3 separate regions of the Mus musculus genome follow, and all the other regions are linked to region 1. A link is a contact called in public promoter capture Hi-C data. All regions are on one chromosome and are shown on one strand. The core of a region is the stretch at or near the end of the contact, and the rest is flanking DNA. Distances in the headings are between cores, read along the strand shown.

Region 1 (5,152 bases), core at 1,048-3,547:
ATTAAATAAATACCAATAACTAGATAGTCAAGAGAAAAATAAGCTGGACTACCTCATAACTAAAACCTTCTGTCCTTGGGCTGGAGAGAGGCTCACTGGTTACCAGCTTTTGCAGAAGACCCAAGTTGGCAGCACCCATCTCAGGCAGCTCAAAATCAACTGTAACTCCTGCTCCAGATCCAACACCTCTGGACACACACACACACACACACACACACACACACTTAAAAATAGAAATAGAAAGGAGCTATTGAGATGGCTCATAGGTTAAGAGTACTTACAACTCTTGCAAAGGACCTAGGTTCAGTTCCCAGCATCCACACGGTGGCTCACAGCTACCTGGAACTCTCCTATCACCACCTCGAATCTCGCCATAGGAGAGGCAAGATGACAGATTCACACACTGCATCCAGCTTTTTATGTAAGTCCCAGGGATCGAACTCAGGTCCTCAAGCTTGTGCGGCAAGTGCTTTTACCCACTGAGAACTCCGGTTCTCGGAGATCTGACGCCTCTTCTGAGCTCCATGGGATCCTACGCACACATGGTATACACACACACACACACATTAGCAATTTTAAAAAATAAATGAAAATAATAAAACAAAATTTAAAAGCTTCTCCCAGGGAACAGTGCCAGCAAGAAAGTAAAGACAACTCAGAGCAGTGCTTGTCTCACACATTACAGGCAGGAAATCTGCATGTGGTGGAGCCTGAGAAGAACTCTTTTTGTTTTTCTGCTTTTCAAGACAGGGTTTCTCCATAACCTGGCTGTTGTGGAACTCCCTCTGTAGAGCACACTGGTCTCAAACTCACAGAGATCCACTTGCCTTTGCCTCTAGGGATTAAAGGCATGCATGGCCACCACCACAGAATAACTCTGGCAATTATACAATAAAAGAATTTGGGCACCAGGTGGGGTGGTGCACACCTTTAATCCCAGAGCTCTAGAGGCGGAGGTGGGAAGATCTCTGTGAGTTCGAAGCCAGCCTGGTATACAAAGGGAGTCTAGGACAGCCAGGGCTTGCTATACAGAGAAACCTTCTCTCAAAAAACAAAACAAAAACCAAACAAAAGAAGTGGTGGGGGAGGGGGAGAAAGCAATATGGTTCAGCAGGTAAAGGCGCTTGCCACTAAGCCTGAAGACCTGAGTTCCGTCCCTGCCTAGCCTGTCGAGTCCACTGTCACATACAAGGTAGATGGCTGCTGGGGACCACCTAAAGTTGACCTCTGGCACACACACACACTGCAAACTCTAGAATGGGCAAAGGTCTTGAACAAACAGTGAAGAACATGAAAAGATGCCCAATGTCACTAGTCCTTTAGGAAATGAAATCCAGAGGCACTGACTGCTGCTTCATGCAGCAAGGAAATAAGAAGACAGAGGGCTAGGAGTTCTCAGTGGGTAAAAGCACCTGCCGAACAAGCCTGATAATATGAGTTCGATTCCTGGGACTTACATAAAAAGCTGGATGCAGTGTGTGAATCTGTCGTCTCGTCTCTCCTATGGTGAGATGGAAGGCAGAGACAGGGGGGTAAGCCTGGGGTACACAGTGCAGCAGCAGAAACCAGAAAGACTATGCCTCAGCAAGCTCAAAGAAGGAACAAGACTCCCTTAAATTATCTCCATGGTACCTAAGACCATTAGTAAGAGATCTTCTACAGTCAAAAACCTGGGCTCCCTAGATCTGGGATTCTTATTCTGGCCCCCGTTTCTTCCCAGAGCCTTGAGTGACACCGATACAGAAAAGGAACCCAAAGAATCTTTTTTTTTTTTTTTTTTTTTTTGAACGGAGTCTCATTTAGAAGACATGGCTAGACCGAGCTAGCGGCAATTTTTTTCAGTCCCAGCCTTCAGGATACTGAGACCACAGCTGTGTACCACCACACCCAACTTGTAAGAATGGATACATGGAAGGACTGTTGGGTGCATGAATAAGTGGGTGGGTGGATGAAGGATATAGATGAATGGATGGGTGGGTGCCTGGATGAATAGGTGGGTGGACGGATGGATAATTGGGTAGAGGAGTGGATGGACGTTTAAGTAGACGGAGGAGTGGACGAATGGCTAAGTGGTCGCCTGTATCAACAGGGGTAAATGGGTAGGTGGGTGGTTGAATAGATCTCTGGAAATCCACGTGGAGAGCTGCGCAGAGACGCACAGCCCGGCCCAGGACCGCGTCTCCCCGGGCGGATGCGACAACCCCCCGTCACCCCACCCTACCCAGCACGCACCTGCAGCTCCCACTCTCGCACACCTCTGCCACGCGCCTCCACCACCAGCTCAGCAGGTTCCGCGCCGTCCCGCCCTCAGAAGATCAGCGCTATCCATTGGATCGGGAAGGCGTCCATCTTCCAGCCAGCCAATGGCCGCCGCATGGGAGGGCGCAGCCCTGGCGCAGGATATTGGCGTCATCTCTCTGAGCTGAGAGCGCAGTCAGTTGCCAGGGCAACACCTGGTGGCGTGGGCACGTGCGGCCGAATTCTGGCCGCTGGTGCTGGGCTGAACAGATAGAACACCTCTCAGAGAATTCCAGCAGGTAAAGTTAGAATATCCGAGGGGTGCCGGGCTTGGAGGTGCACGCCTTTCGTCCCAGCCCTAGGGAAGCTAGGAAGAAGGATTAGGAGTTCAAGGCTATCCTCCGCTGTGTAGGGAGTTCAAAGTCGGACCCTGTTGTAGCCTATAATCCCAGCACCAAAGAGATAGAGGGAGGAGGATCAGAAACTCGGGGTCTTCTCGAGATTCATAAAGGCCAGTGAGATGCCTCCGACGGTAAAAGTGTTTATTGTAAAGCTTGGTAACGTTAGTTTGATGTCCAGGATCCATAAATCGGAAGGAAAATCAATTCCCACAAGCTGTCTTCTGACCTCTAAACACACACACACTAAATAAGTAAATATGTACATTTCATAATATATGTATGTGTACACACACACACACAAAGTAGTGAAGAAGTAATGTAAAGGGTCTGGCATAGCTGTCACTGGCCTTGTAACAGGGCCATAGACCTTAGTAGGCCACCAGACCTTAGCACACTGACTCCACATTGGAAGTACCATGAGGCTGTAAAACTTAGCAGCACATAGACAGCACCACCTGCCCAAACTAAAACAAGGGCCTAGTCCATCAGAGTCCATATAGTGCTGGGAAAGTCTCAACACACACTAACCTTGCTTTCCAGCCTCTCTAGTTCCACTTCTGGTTTACTCTTCTTTTTAACTGTGTGTCAACTCGGAACATGGTTTTAGTGCTTAAAAAATCACCTGGAAAAAGGCTCAGTGCTACACTAGGATTCCATCACCCAGTGTAGTTGCTGGACAGCTAATAAAGATTTTCTATTGGCTTAAACCATGTCTAGCAGTCTTCTCTTCAGAGTACCCCACAACAGCCTTTAATTCCAGCATTGGGTCAGAGGCAAGTGGATCTCTACAAGTGTGAGGCCAGCCTGGTCTACATAGTGTGTTCCAGGTTAGCCAAGGCTTAGTGAGACCCTGCTTCAAAATGACAAAATTACAGATGGAGTGGGTGTGATTTATTGCTGATGCTGCTAGCCAACTAAGAGGAGACAGTAAATTCCTTGTGATGCAGAATAGAGAGAGGGGAATTATCAAGCAATGAGAAAAGACAGACTCCCTCACCTGAGTTTTGTTGAAGCCTCTAACAGGCTGAGAATCAAGAACTCTAGCTCAGCTGGCATTTGCTGTGAAAGTGGCCAACACAGAGATAACAGGTAACAATCTTTCTGTATAAGGATACCTTATTTTATTTATTTTTTTTTGAGACAGGGTTTCTCTGTTTAGCCCCAGCTAGCCTGGAACTCACTCTGAAAACCAGGCTGGCCTTGAGCTCACAGAGATCTGCCTGCCTCTGGCCCTGGTGTGCTGGGATTAAAAGCATGTGCCACCACTGCCTGCCCCAACTCTTTCCCTTCCAATTTAAATGTATTTGTGGGTTGATCTCAGGGATTCTTACATGGTAGGTGAGCACTCTACCAAGTTATGTCACCTGCCCAGCCAGGTGCCCCGACTCCAATCATTTCACAGCTCAGTCTCTTCCTACCTACCGACTCTATACATAGCATTTGAGGCCTTCTGGACTTTCTTTTCTGTTCTAGTTGGCTGTCTTTTACATTTATGTGGTATGTATGTGTGTGTGTGTGTATGGTGTGCATGGGGCAAGTGTGTAGTGTGCATGTATGTGTGTGTGTGTGCTCAGGTAAGTGTGTGGTGTGGTCTGTGTGGGGTGTGTGTGTACATGTGTGTGGATGAGTATATAGTGTGTGTAGGCAAGTGTGTGGTGTGAATGTGTGTTTGTGTTTGTGTGTGTGCAGGCAAGTGTGTGGTATGTGTGTAGTGTATGAGTGTGTGTGGTGGGCGTGTGTCATATATTTGTATATGTTCATGTGTTTGTGCATACATGTATGGAGGCCAGAGGTCTTCTTCATGGTGTTTTTCTCTATCACTTTGCCGAGTAACTTTTTGAGACAGGGTCTTTCACTGAACCCAGAGCTTACAGATTCGTCGAGGCTAGATCACCAGTGAGCTCCAGCTATCTTCCTGTCTCTGTCTCTCCAATGCTAGAATTACGCAGGAGAACCGTCAAGCTTGGCATTAAAAAACAAACAAAAAAACCTGGATCCTGGGAATGCAAAATCAGGTCCCCATCTCCTTTCAGCAAGGACCTTACCAACTGAGGCAGCTCCTGGCCCACACTTACTTTTAATCTGAATTTAAGCACTGACTTCCTTGCATCCGGAAGCAAGCTTGCTGCTGATATTTCTAACCAGGATCAGCTTCCCTTTGTAAACTAATTTAGAGAAAGCAATGGACACTGTCAGGATGTCGGATCATCCAAATAGACTTTCCATCGATCTGTATCTGCTTCTTTTCTACTCCAGACACTAAGTATCCCAGGCTAGCCTCAAACTCATAATTTTCCTACCTCAGCCTTTCCAGTGCTGTCAGGATAGGCATATGTTGCCACATCCTGGTTTTTGAATTTAGTCTCTGGGGTAGATGATATATGTGTTCCATGCCATAGAGGTCTTCTCTAGACCTTAATGGGTTTATCATTAAGTCTTCTCCTCTCCTCCTCCTCCTCCTCCTCCTCCTCCTCCTCCTCCTCCTCCTCCCTCCTCCCTCCTTCCTTTCCCTT
Region 2 (5,152 bases), core at 1,054-3,553, 930 kb after region 1:
CAAGGTGCAGCCATGTGTGATAGCATGTACCTACAATCTCAGCATCCAGAAGACAAGATACGGAGAACAGGAGGACTATGGGTTTGAGGCCAACCTGAGTTACATAGCAGACACTGTCTCAAAAATAAACAAATAAGGCTGATTGTGGTGGCACATGCCTTTAATCCCTGCAGTCAGGAGACAGAGGCTGACCTCTATGAGCTCAAGACCAGGCAGGTCAGCACACTAAGTTCAGTTCTCCTGAGGACCAATCTCCTGCAGCGTATACACGGTTCACCTTTCGAATAATGGATCTGTGTGCTGAAAACCACAATGAGCCCATTTTCCTCCCAGCAGTTCCAAACCGCTACAAACACAAACACTACTTTACGCATGACTACTACCGGCAGCTCTGAAGGGGTAGCCAAAGTGGAAATCTGCTATGTACCCATAAGTCACACTAGTTAATCCTTTGAGATGTCAAAAATCAGCCAACTGTGAAGGTGGAGGCTACTAGGCAAAAGGTGAGGAGGAAGAGGAGGAGGAGGAAGAGGAAGAGGAGGAGGAAGAGGATGAGGAAGAGGAAGAGGAAGTGAAGTGAAAATCAACCTGTGAAAGTTCGCTGCCTGAGCTCTTTACCTCTGAAAGCAAAGCCATCCTCGGGACCAGGTGAGAGGGCTCAGTGGCTACCTGCATTCACACACACAAGCCCACCCACCTCAAGCTCCATCCCTAGAACTCAAGGAACAGTGGAAGAGAGAAGTGACTCCACAAAGCTGTCCTCTGACTGCCATCCCTGTGCCATGCCACACTGTTCTCAAGAACATCACACACACAAGAATACGTTTTCCCAAGAGTGATTCCCAAAGGTGTTTTGACTCTAGTCCATCCAGCCAAAGGCTCCACCAAGACACACTCCAACTAAGTTTCTTGCAGAAGGAAGAAAATCTCCTTCGCCACATCACCAGCTTGGTGCCAAGTTTCATACATACAGAAGGAAGTGACAGGTTGAAAAACCCATTTTCCTACTTACGTGGCTACTGGGATGGCCTGTCAATCGTGAAGGACTACATGGCTGTGACTAACACACAAGTCACACCACTGCCCAAGATCTGTCAAAAATCTAGACGAAATCCTTCCTAACGTCAGCCATTAGCTGAGTTCTCTAGGAAGTAATATGGAAGATCCCAAATTTGCCAAGAGAGCTCTAACCCATCACCACTGCTACAAGCCACAAGGAATTGCTTTATGAGTCAGGCAGGGGCTCAGAGCACAGGCTCCAGAGCTCTTGCAGAGGACAGGAGTCTGGGTCCCAGCAGCTCTACTGAGTGGCTAACAGGCAGGTGAAACTTTGGCCTCTCGGGAATCTAACACATCTGTCCTCCAAGGGCGCGCGCGCACACACACACACACACACACACACACACACACACACACATACATATACACAGTTAGAAATATTTTTTTAAAAAAGCATTCTTAAAAGGCATAAGTAGCTCTGGATCAGTCTCCCTTTCTCAAGGCGCCCAGGTATAGGGACTTAAGTGGTGGCTCAAACATACAACCTCAAAAATACAATGTTTTACCCAACAAGACCCAAAGACTGTTGACCAACTCCGAGGGGAGTTTCACCTTCTCTCCATTCTTCAGAGGCGTTCATTGACATCCTCCTCCCTCCCCTGGGGTTAAAAGTACTACCCTAAACCCTTCGTCCCAAGAGAAGAACCTGTCTTTCCACCAATGCTCTAGATGGCCATACTCAGCGACACTTGGCCAGACCTGGCTGGCACACACCAGGCCCAGCTCCACCCTTGCGCCTCTGGCCACATGGATGCGTCCCCACAGTCCACAAAGCCGGGGACCCCAGGAAAAAGAGTCTGATACCAAAGACACATCCCTTTCCCTGGACATGGTCACACATGAATATAAACCACTCTCTAGACCACGTCTCCAAAGTGGGGTCAGAAAAGACCCAGGTGCAACTCCACACGGCCGCTCGCTAACGGAGGGCTGAAGAGCAGCGTCCCAGGGAGCAGCGGGAAGAGGCTGGCCCCAAGAATGTCCACCCCCCCACCCCGGCCAGGCGAGGTGTGGCACTGACAGGTGGTCCCCGAGTGTGAAGCACTTGGCTCTCCGCACAGGGCCATCGGGCCGCGTGCCCTACCTGTCGCCGGCGGATCCGCCTCCTCGTCAGCCTCCGCCTCAGCAGCTGCAGCGACTGCCGGCGAGGGCAGCGGGTCCATCGCGCGGCCAGTCATGTGAGCCCGCTCGCCCACGTGACTTCCTCCCGCGCCCGCCCGGCCAGCCCCGCCCACGCCAGCTCTTGTCCGGCGTGGCCACGCCCATGCCAACCTCGCCACGCCCCTCCGCTCACCCCAAGCAGTAAGACCACGCCCCTACCCACGAGCCACGCCCCAACCACGTGGCCGCGGCCGGGGCAGCGTTCAGCAGCTCTGGTCCAAGACTGAGTGCTAGCGCGAGTACCGCCCCAGCTGCTTAGTGCCACCTCCCTCCAGTGCGCACCCACCTCCCCGCTCTTAGCCAGCAGCTGTTACTCATCTTCTTGCCCACCCTCTGACCCACGCTGCCATTCATTTTTGCATTCGCTTGCCCACTCACACATGCTCTGTGAATTCCGGGGCAGCCCCTGTGAAAGGTGCTACGGACATTAGAACAGTGTTCTAGTACCTTCTGGGATTTGGAGCGTGAAACATGGCTAGAGAGTAGGTCTTCTGACTATAATAGGTCTCTGAAGATTACTGATGAGGAACAACATTCCATAATTGTTTGCAGATAACCAGGCCATTCTCCTTTCTGTTGGGGATTGAGCCCATAGGCTCCCACATGCTGAGCTGGCCCTCTACCACTGTGCTATGTATCACCAGCCCTTTATTATTTATTTGTATATTGTTGGAGATAGGGTCTCAATATATAACCCTGGCTGTCCTGGAACTCACTATGGCTAGCCTCAAACTCAAAGATCTGCCTGCCTCTCTCTCCTGAGTGCTGGGATTGAAGATGCACACCAGGACGTTGAGCTTTATGTATTTATTTTGACTCGGGGTCTAGTTAGCCAGGCTAGCCTTGAACTCACTCTGTAGCTAAGGCAGAACATCCTCCTGCCTCAGCCTCCCTAGGAGCTAAGTTGAACATACATACCTCCAGGCCTGGCCCTCTGACTGACAGAGGGAAGCAAGGATGTAAGAGCACACAGGAGCAGTGTCTGACCCGGGGCTGAATATGAGGACTGAGTCTAGAACTGCAGGAGGAGGAAGAGGAGGAGGAGGAGGAGGAAGAAGAAGAGGAGGAGGAAGAGAGAGAAGAAGAAGAAGAAGAAGAAGAAGAAGAAGAAGAAGAAGAAGAAGGAGGAGGAGGAGGAGGAGGAGGAGGAGGAGGAGGAGGAAGAGGAGGAGGAGGAGAACAAGAAGAAGAAGAAGAAGAAGAAGAAGAAGAAGAAGAAGAAGAAGAAGAAGAAAGGAAAAAGAAAGAAGGAGAAAAAGAAAAAAGAAAGGCAACCTAAACTGCATATAGATACATTATCTCAAGTAAAGGAAAAGCAAAAAAATATCTGGGAGAAGAAGAGGGTTATTAATAAGACTCCATCAGAACAGTTGGGTGTGGTGGCGCACACCTTTAATCCCAGCACTCGGGAGGCAGAGGCAGGTGGATTTCTGAGTTTGAGGCCAGCCTGGTCTACAAAGTGAGTTCCAGGACAGCCAGGGCTACAGAGAAACCCTGTCTCGACTCCATCAGGGAAGGCCTTTCTTATTTCACAGTAAAGACCTCGCCTCTCCAGATATTGATGTCTAATGATTTCCATGGAGTGGACTGAAGGCTCCAAGGTTGGAGCCCTAGGATGCCTCTCAGTCTCCCTGCTGGTGCCTCTAAAGTTTTTAAAGCCCTAAGCTTGGCTGTAGCTGCGTCTAGTTCCCTTTATTTTCCAGGACTACAATCTATTGTGTAGAAGTGTAACAGAGCCCCAGATCTTAGCTCCATCATGGAAGGAGTATCCAGGCTATAAAACTCAGCACAAAACACCACCTGCCAAAAATGAAGACCTGATCCATCAAAGCCCATAGTTCTGGGAAAGTGCTAAGCTTGCTTTTCAGCTTCTGTAGTTCTGCTTCTGGCTAACTGTCCTTGTTAACCGAAATATGTCAACCCAGACATATTTGGTTTTCATGCTTAAAAGCTCACCCTAAGAGAGGTTCAGTGTGACACTGGGATCCCGTCAGTGTAATCCCCAGTGGGCTAATACTTTCTATTGGCTTAAGCCTAAGCCAGAGCAGTCTTCTCTGGCAAACACCCCACAGCAAAAGTGGTTCAAAAGTTTGGGTAGAGCTGGGTGTGATGGCGAACGCCTTTAATCCCAGCACTCAGGAGGCAGAGGCAGGCGGATTTCTGAGTTTGAGACCAGCCTGGTCTACAAAGTGAGTTCCAGGACAGCCAGGTCTATACAGAGAAACCCTGTCTCGAAAAACAAAAACAAAAGAATTAAGGTTTTTGTATGTTTTGGAAAACAAGGTCTCTTATAGTCCAGGCTGATCTCAAACTCTCTATGTAATTGAGGATGACCTTAAACTCATGTGAGTGAGTGAGTGTGTGTGTGTGTGTGTGTGTGTGTGTGTAGAGTTTGGAGGACAACCCCTAAGATTTATTCCCCCTCAGGAGCCATCCATCTTGGACATGTAGGCTGTCTGGCCAGCAAGCTCCAAGGATGAGCCTGTCTTCTCTGAAACTACAACTCCCACCATACTTAGCTTTTTCCTGCAGGATTGATATCTTCATGCCTGCATAGCAAACAGTTTCCTGGCTGAGCTTTCTGCCCAGCTCCTTGAATAGTTCTGTTCCTCCTGTCTCCAACTGCTTTGTGCTGACAGTACAGGCATGGACCGCCACTCACAGTTTTGTAAGGAGATGGATGGAAGGATGGATGGATGGATGGATGGATGGATGGATGGATGGAAGCAAGGGATTTAAACATGCTGGCAAGACGTTCTGCTAAATGTCATAAGCTTTTTTGGTATTTGTTGTTGTTGTTGTTGCTTGTTTTTTAGTACAATACCTCTAGTGATAGAAATATCTCTTTTAGGGCTGAGTGTCTGAGGTCTCTCATTCCCTACATAGCATCTGACTTTGGCTGCGTGGTCTCGTATTGCATCAGTCGGGCCCT
Region 3 (5,152 bases), core at 825-3,324, 870 kb after region 1:
TCGCTTTTTCTCTTTCCTATTTGGGCACCATTTCACACACACACACACACACACACACACACACACACACACAGTACACAGCCTATCACATTCCCAGAGTAAGGAATCCAGTGGCCCCAGTGGGACCTCCAAGAGCTCCTAGGCTTCAGGGACACATTAGTAGTCCTGTCCCCAAACCCTGCTGTCTTGGAGTTTCTACTGCTGTGATGAAACACCATAACCAAAAATCCAGTTGGAGAAGAAGGGGGTTACGTGACTTACACATCCATATCACTGTCACTGAAAGAAGCCAGAACAGGAACTCAATCAAGGCTGGAGCCTGGAGGCAGGAGCTGCTGATGCACAGGCCATGGAGGGTGCTGCTGACTGGCCCGCTCCCCTGGCTCGCACAGCCTGCCTGCTCCCCTGGCTCGAAGAGCCTGCTTTCTTACAGGGCCCAGACCCCCAGCCCAGGTGGAAACCTTTTCCTACTCACAGTGTCTGGTTATGGTGCTTATGACAGCAACAGAAAGCAAAGGAAGCCATTATTGTTTAGTTTTCTGGGGCTTTTTGTTTTGTTTAGAGAAAGGGACATAGTGCGAACCCAGGCTGTCCGCCAACTCCTGTGGTTTTCTTCTTTGTTCTTTTTTAAACATTTTGCTTATTTAATCATGTATGTGAGAGGGTATATAAGCAAGTGAGCACACGCCACGGCACATTTGTGGAGTCCACACAGCAACTTTCTGGTGTCAATTCTCCCGTCCACAGTGTAAATCCTGGGGCGAGAACTCAAGCTTGTCAGCCTTACCGGCATGCACCATTCAACCACCAAGCCAGTGGGTCACAGCCCAGAGTGAGAACCACTGCTGACTAACCCATCTTCATAGCATCACCACCACCCTGTGCTCCCTTCCCAACCCCCTACCTCTGCCCTTTTTTTTTTCTCTAGTACAGACATACCATGTAGCTGGGATGACCCTGAACTTCTAATCCTGCCTCCACCTCGTAGGCCTGCGGGGCCTGACTTTACTTAGCAGCTGTGTCCTGTACCCAGCCTGTGTCGTATTTCTGTAACTCTCATCTCTAAACCTACTTAGAAAGAGCCTCAAACAATGTCTCTAGGTAAGAGCTGCTCACTAGCAGTAGTCAGAGGAGCTGGGAGTCCAGCAGGTCCCACCTGCGCCTGTGGCATTGACGCGCTGCACTGCCACCTGACTCCAGGCTCCCGGAGCTGCCCCGCAGTCCAGCACCCGGAGACCGGGCCTCAGGATCTGATGCTTCTCATTCATCTCCAGGAGTTTGAAGGCACTGCGGCAGCGGTAACTCTCCACCTTTGCGGCCTTCACAAACGGATCCTTTAGATGCCGCGTGAGCCACAGGTGCTCAGCGCCGGTCCGGCCCCTGTAGTGACACACTGCTGTGTGTAACCTCCGAACCTTAAGGGGAACGCCTACCAGCTTCAGATGCCTGAAATGACGAAAAAAGAGTTAGCGGGTGGGCATTACACAGAGAGGCAAGAAAGTCTTGGTTCAACCTTTTTGTTTCTGCATATGTATGTGCGATATGCATGCACGCATGTGTATTAGCATGTATGTGCACATGTGTCTGCCTGTGTATGGGGGTCCAAAGTAGAGAAGGGACGTCCCCTTCGCTTGCTCTCTACCTTATGTATTGATGTAAGGTCGCCAACCTGCCAGTCTATCTCGCCAGCTTTCTCCAGGGACCCCTTTTCTCTGCCTCCCCAGCACTGGGGTTACATTTGGTCAGCACACATGTCCAGTATTTTGTAGGCTCTGGGGATCCGAACCCCAATCCTCCCGAATGCACAGCTTTATCCACGGAGCCCATACACCTATTTCTATGTTGCAAGCCTCACTCACTCACGTCTGTACATGAATAAACATCGTACACCCGTGTCCCGCTCCCCGGGACGGAGGTCGCCAGCACCCCTCTGCAACACAATTCACTGAGCTCCCTACTACTGTCATCCACTCCGTTCCTGTATGCAAAGACGTCCTTTTAGCGCAGGCAGACGCCGTAACTCACTCACCCGGCCATTGCTGCTTGCTGGTGGTTTCCTCCCGCCGCCGGAAGTCCCGCCCTCGCTTCCAACGCGAGGCTCCGCCCCGGGAAACTTTGGCTGGGGCGCGAAGGTATGGATGGTCCCGGGCGAATGAGATCTGGGTGCGGGAGAGACGCTGGAGGTCGGGAGTGGGGTGCCAGGGAAAATCTGGGGAGAGAAGGGGTAGAAGGACTAGAGAGCAGCTTCAAACCCACCAGGAAAACTGGGGTACTGGGCAGGCCTGAGGTCGGGAAGACCAGGGAAACTACAGAGAGTAGGGAGCAGAAATGAGAGGGAGAGGGGACCTGGGCGGTAAGCTGATGCATGGGCAGTTTGCAGCCTGTCTGTACCGGCCATAGCCCCTGGGAGGGGAGGCTAGGGAACGGCATTTGCAGAGTGCCCCCTGCAGGCAGGTTCTGGGCTCTGCACTCCATGTGCATTGTCTCCAACACCTGCAACACTTGACCTCAATTCAGACCAAAGGTTGTCCAAAGTTCCCTGACACACATCCGATTTACCACCTATCACAGCTACCAGGACACCCTTGTTTGCTTCTAGGCTCTGCCATTTGACCTCGGAGCACTAGTTTTCGCCTCAGAAACGAAGAAAGTAAGTCTTAAACTCTGTTCTTAGTCTTTTTTTTTTTTTTTTTACTTTTTTTATTAGGTATTTTCCTCATTTACATTTCCAATGCTATCCCAAAAGTCCCTCATACCCTCCCCCCCACTCCCCTACCCACCCACTCCCATTTCCATTGCAAAGGGAAACAGTATGGGGACTCTGTTTGAAGCAATGCCAATCAACAGAGCCATAGCCACACCCATTCTACCTGATTCCAATCTATGTCCTCACTGCTCATTTCACTGAGACAAGGAGCTGAGCACGCTGGTGCACGCCTGTCATTCTACACTCAGGTGGTTGAGCGGGAAGATTGTGAGTTTAAGTCCAGAATGGAGAACATGGCACAACTCTGTCTCGTTTAAAATCCTTGCAAAACAAATCACTCATCTGTATGGAATGTGAGGACATTTGTCATCACTCCCTACATGAAAACAATTTACATAGTTTGCATGTAAAGTGGGCCGGAGGATGTCTGTAAGTTACAGGCAAATATGCCATTTCAAAGAAGTGATTTCATCATACTTTAATCCCAGTATCCATGGAAGGGTAAGGTATCCTGGTATCTGTGGATATGAAAGATATCCTGTGGATATCCTGTGGCTATGAAAGACAGCTGTATACAGCCGGTGCTTAATAAGAGATGGCTGACTTTGCTGAGTCAGGAAGCCAGAGGCTCAGGCACAGGCAAGTCAGAACACAGGCCAATGCTAAGCCCACTTCTTCTCCTGACTTACCTCAGCACCAGGCCTAAGCTTCCGGGTCCCTTTTCTTTCCCTTTCTTCTTATTCTGTTTTTAAATTTTAACTTATATTGTGCACATATAGGGTTGTTGGATTTTTTTATTCGAGAACGTATAGGGTTTTAAAAATATTTATTTTGGGGGGCTGGTGAGATGGCTCAGCGGTTAGGAGCGCTGACTGCTCTTCCAAAGGTCCTGAGTTCAAATCCCAGCAACCACATGGTGGCTCACAACCATCCGTAATGAGATCTGATGCCCTCTTCTGGAGTGTCTGAAGACAGCTACAGTGTATATAATAAACAAACAAACAAACAAATAAATATTTTAAAAAACCATCCAGAGGTGGTGTATAGCTTTTAAAAAATATTTATTTTTTATGTTCATTGATGCTTTGCCTCCATGTATGTTTGTGTAGGGGGCCATATCCCCAGGAGCTAGAATTACAGACAATTGCAAGCCACCATGTGGTTGCTGGGAATTGAACTTGGTGCCCCTGGAGGAGCAGCCAGTGCTCTTAACCACTGAGCAGCCATCTCTCCAGCTGGAATACAGGAGTTTTGTTAACATTTATACTATATGTGTGCCTGGTACCCAAAGACGCCAGAAGAGGGCATCAGAACAGAGTTAGACAGTCGTGAGCCACCATGTGGATGCTAGAAATGGAACCACAGTCCTCTGCAAGAGCAGCTAGTCCTCCTAACCACTGCCATCTCTCCAGCCCTTGTTCAAGTTCCTTTTCTTATACACTGCAGCCTCTTAGGAGGGTCCCAGTTTCTGTATACTGCCTTAGCCAGTTGAGGCCTAGGAAACAATAAAATAAGACGCTTTGTCTGGGGGCTGGAGAGATGGCTCAGTACTGGGAGTATGGCTCAGTAGTAGAGCCCCTGCCTAGAATCCCCCAGTGAGGGGCTGGGGTATGGCTCAATGGGAGAGCATTAGCCTAGCATGCTCAAGGCTTTGAGTTCTTTCCCCAGCACTGTAAATACATACATACATACATACTTATATACATGCATAAAAATATAAATGAAAAGGGGACCTCAAAGGCACATTTGTACATGCCCTGCTAAGCCACAGGGTGTATATCCTGTGACTGTGTATTTAGCAGGTCATACCATCCACCTCTCCCAGAATGTATCTCCCTCCCACCTGGCCACAACAGAACTCATATGATGCATACTCTAACAGACTACAGACCAATCAAACCACATTTTCCCATCCTCTTAACAGGACCCAGGAGAGCATGAGCACCTCCAGGCTTTATACCCTTGTGCTAGTGCTACAGCCTCAGCGAGTTCTCCTGGGCATGAAGAAGAGGGGCTTTGGTGCTGGCCGCTGGAATGGCTTCGGGGGCAAGGTGCAGGAAGGAGAGACCATTGAGGATGGGGCTAAGAGGTGAGAAGAAGGGAAGTCTGACCACAGAGCCAGCCTAGCTGGGGATGAAGCCCAAGAGAGTAGGAAATATACCCTTAAGACTGACCGATGCTATGTAGACCATGCTGGCCTTGAACTCGCGGAGATCTACTTGCCTTTACTTCTAGAGGGCTGGGATTAAAGGCCTAGGCCAGCATACCTGGCTTTTAAATTTTCTTTAAGGGTCTGGGTTTTTTTTTTTTTTTAATATGCATTGGTGCTTTGCCCACATGAATGTCTGTATGAGGGTCCTAGATCCACTGGAACTAGAATTATAGACAGTATGAACTGCCATGTAGGTGCTGGGAATTGAACCCCAGTCCTCTGGGAGAGCAGCC

Evidence for each region. Promoter capture Hi-C pulls out the DNA fragments that hold promoters and counts their contacts.
Region 2: a promoter capture Hi-C map of liver shows a contact between it and region 1, with 2.8 times the contacts expected there. The contact joins the promoter of Snx8 here to the promoter of 3110082I17Rik in region 1. A contact is called at or near these places in 2 of 39 promoter capture datasets (hippocampal neurons and liver) and 2 of 115 datasets of contacts at active chromatin or transcription factors (bone marrow-derived macrophages and microglia).
Region 3: a contact with region 1 is called in a promoter capture Hi-C map of liver, with 2.7 times the contacts expected there. The contact joins the promoter of Mrm2 here to the promoter of 3110082I17Rik in region 1. A contact is called at or near these places in 9 of 39 promoter capture datasets (the 3T3-L1 cell line, embryonic stem cells, fetal liver and 5 more) and 1 of 115 datasets of contacts at active chromatin or transcription factors (bone marrow-derived macrophages).

The regions. Positions count from the first base shown.
Region 1 is chr5:139,458,237-139,463,388 of GRCm38.p6, forward strand. 3110082I17Rik (RIKEN cDNA 3110082I17 gene) reads right to left here and starts at 2,298. Exons shown (of 5, transcript NM_028469.3): 1 at 2,233-2,298.
Region 2 is chr5:140,387,005-140,392,156 of GRCm38.p6, forward strand. Snx8 (sorting nexin 8) reads right to left here and starts at 2,304. Exons shown (of 11, transcript NM_172277.3): 1 at 2,144-2,304. The coding sequence starts at 2,237.
Region 3 is chr5:140,329,824-140,334,975 of GRCm38.p6, forward strand. It overlaps Mrm2 (mitochondrial rRNA methyltransferase 2), which reads right to left and starts at 2,075. Exons shown (of 3, transcript NM_026510.1): 1 at 2,030-2,075; 2 at 1,157-1,446. The coding sequence starts at 2,037. It overlaps Nudt1 (nudix (nucleoside diphosphate linked moiety X)-type motif 1), which reads left to right and starts at 2,037. Exons shown (of 5, transcript NM_008637.2): 1 at 2,037-2,132; 2 at 2,600-2,650; 3 at 4,632-4,796. The coding sequence starts at 4,645.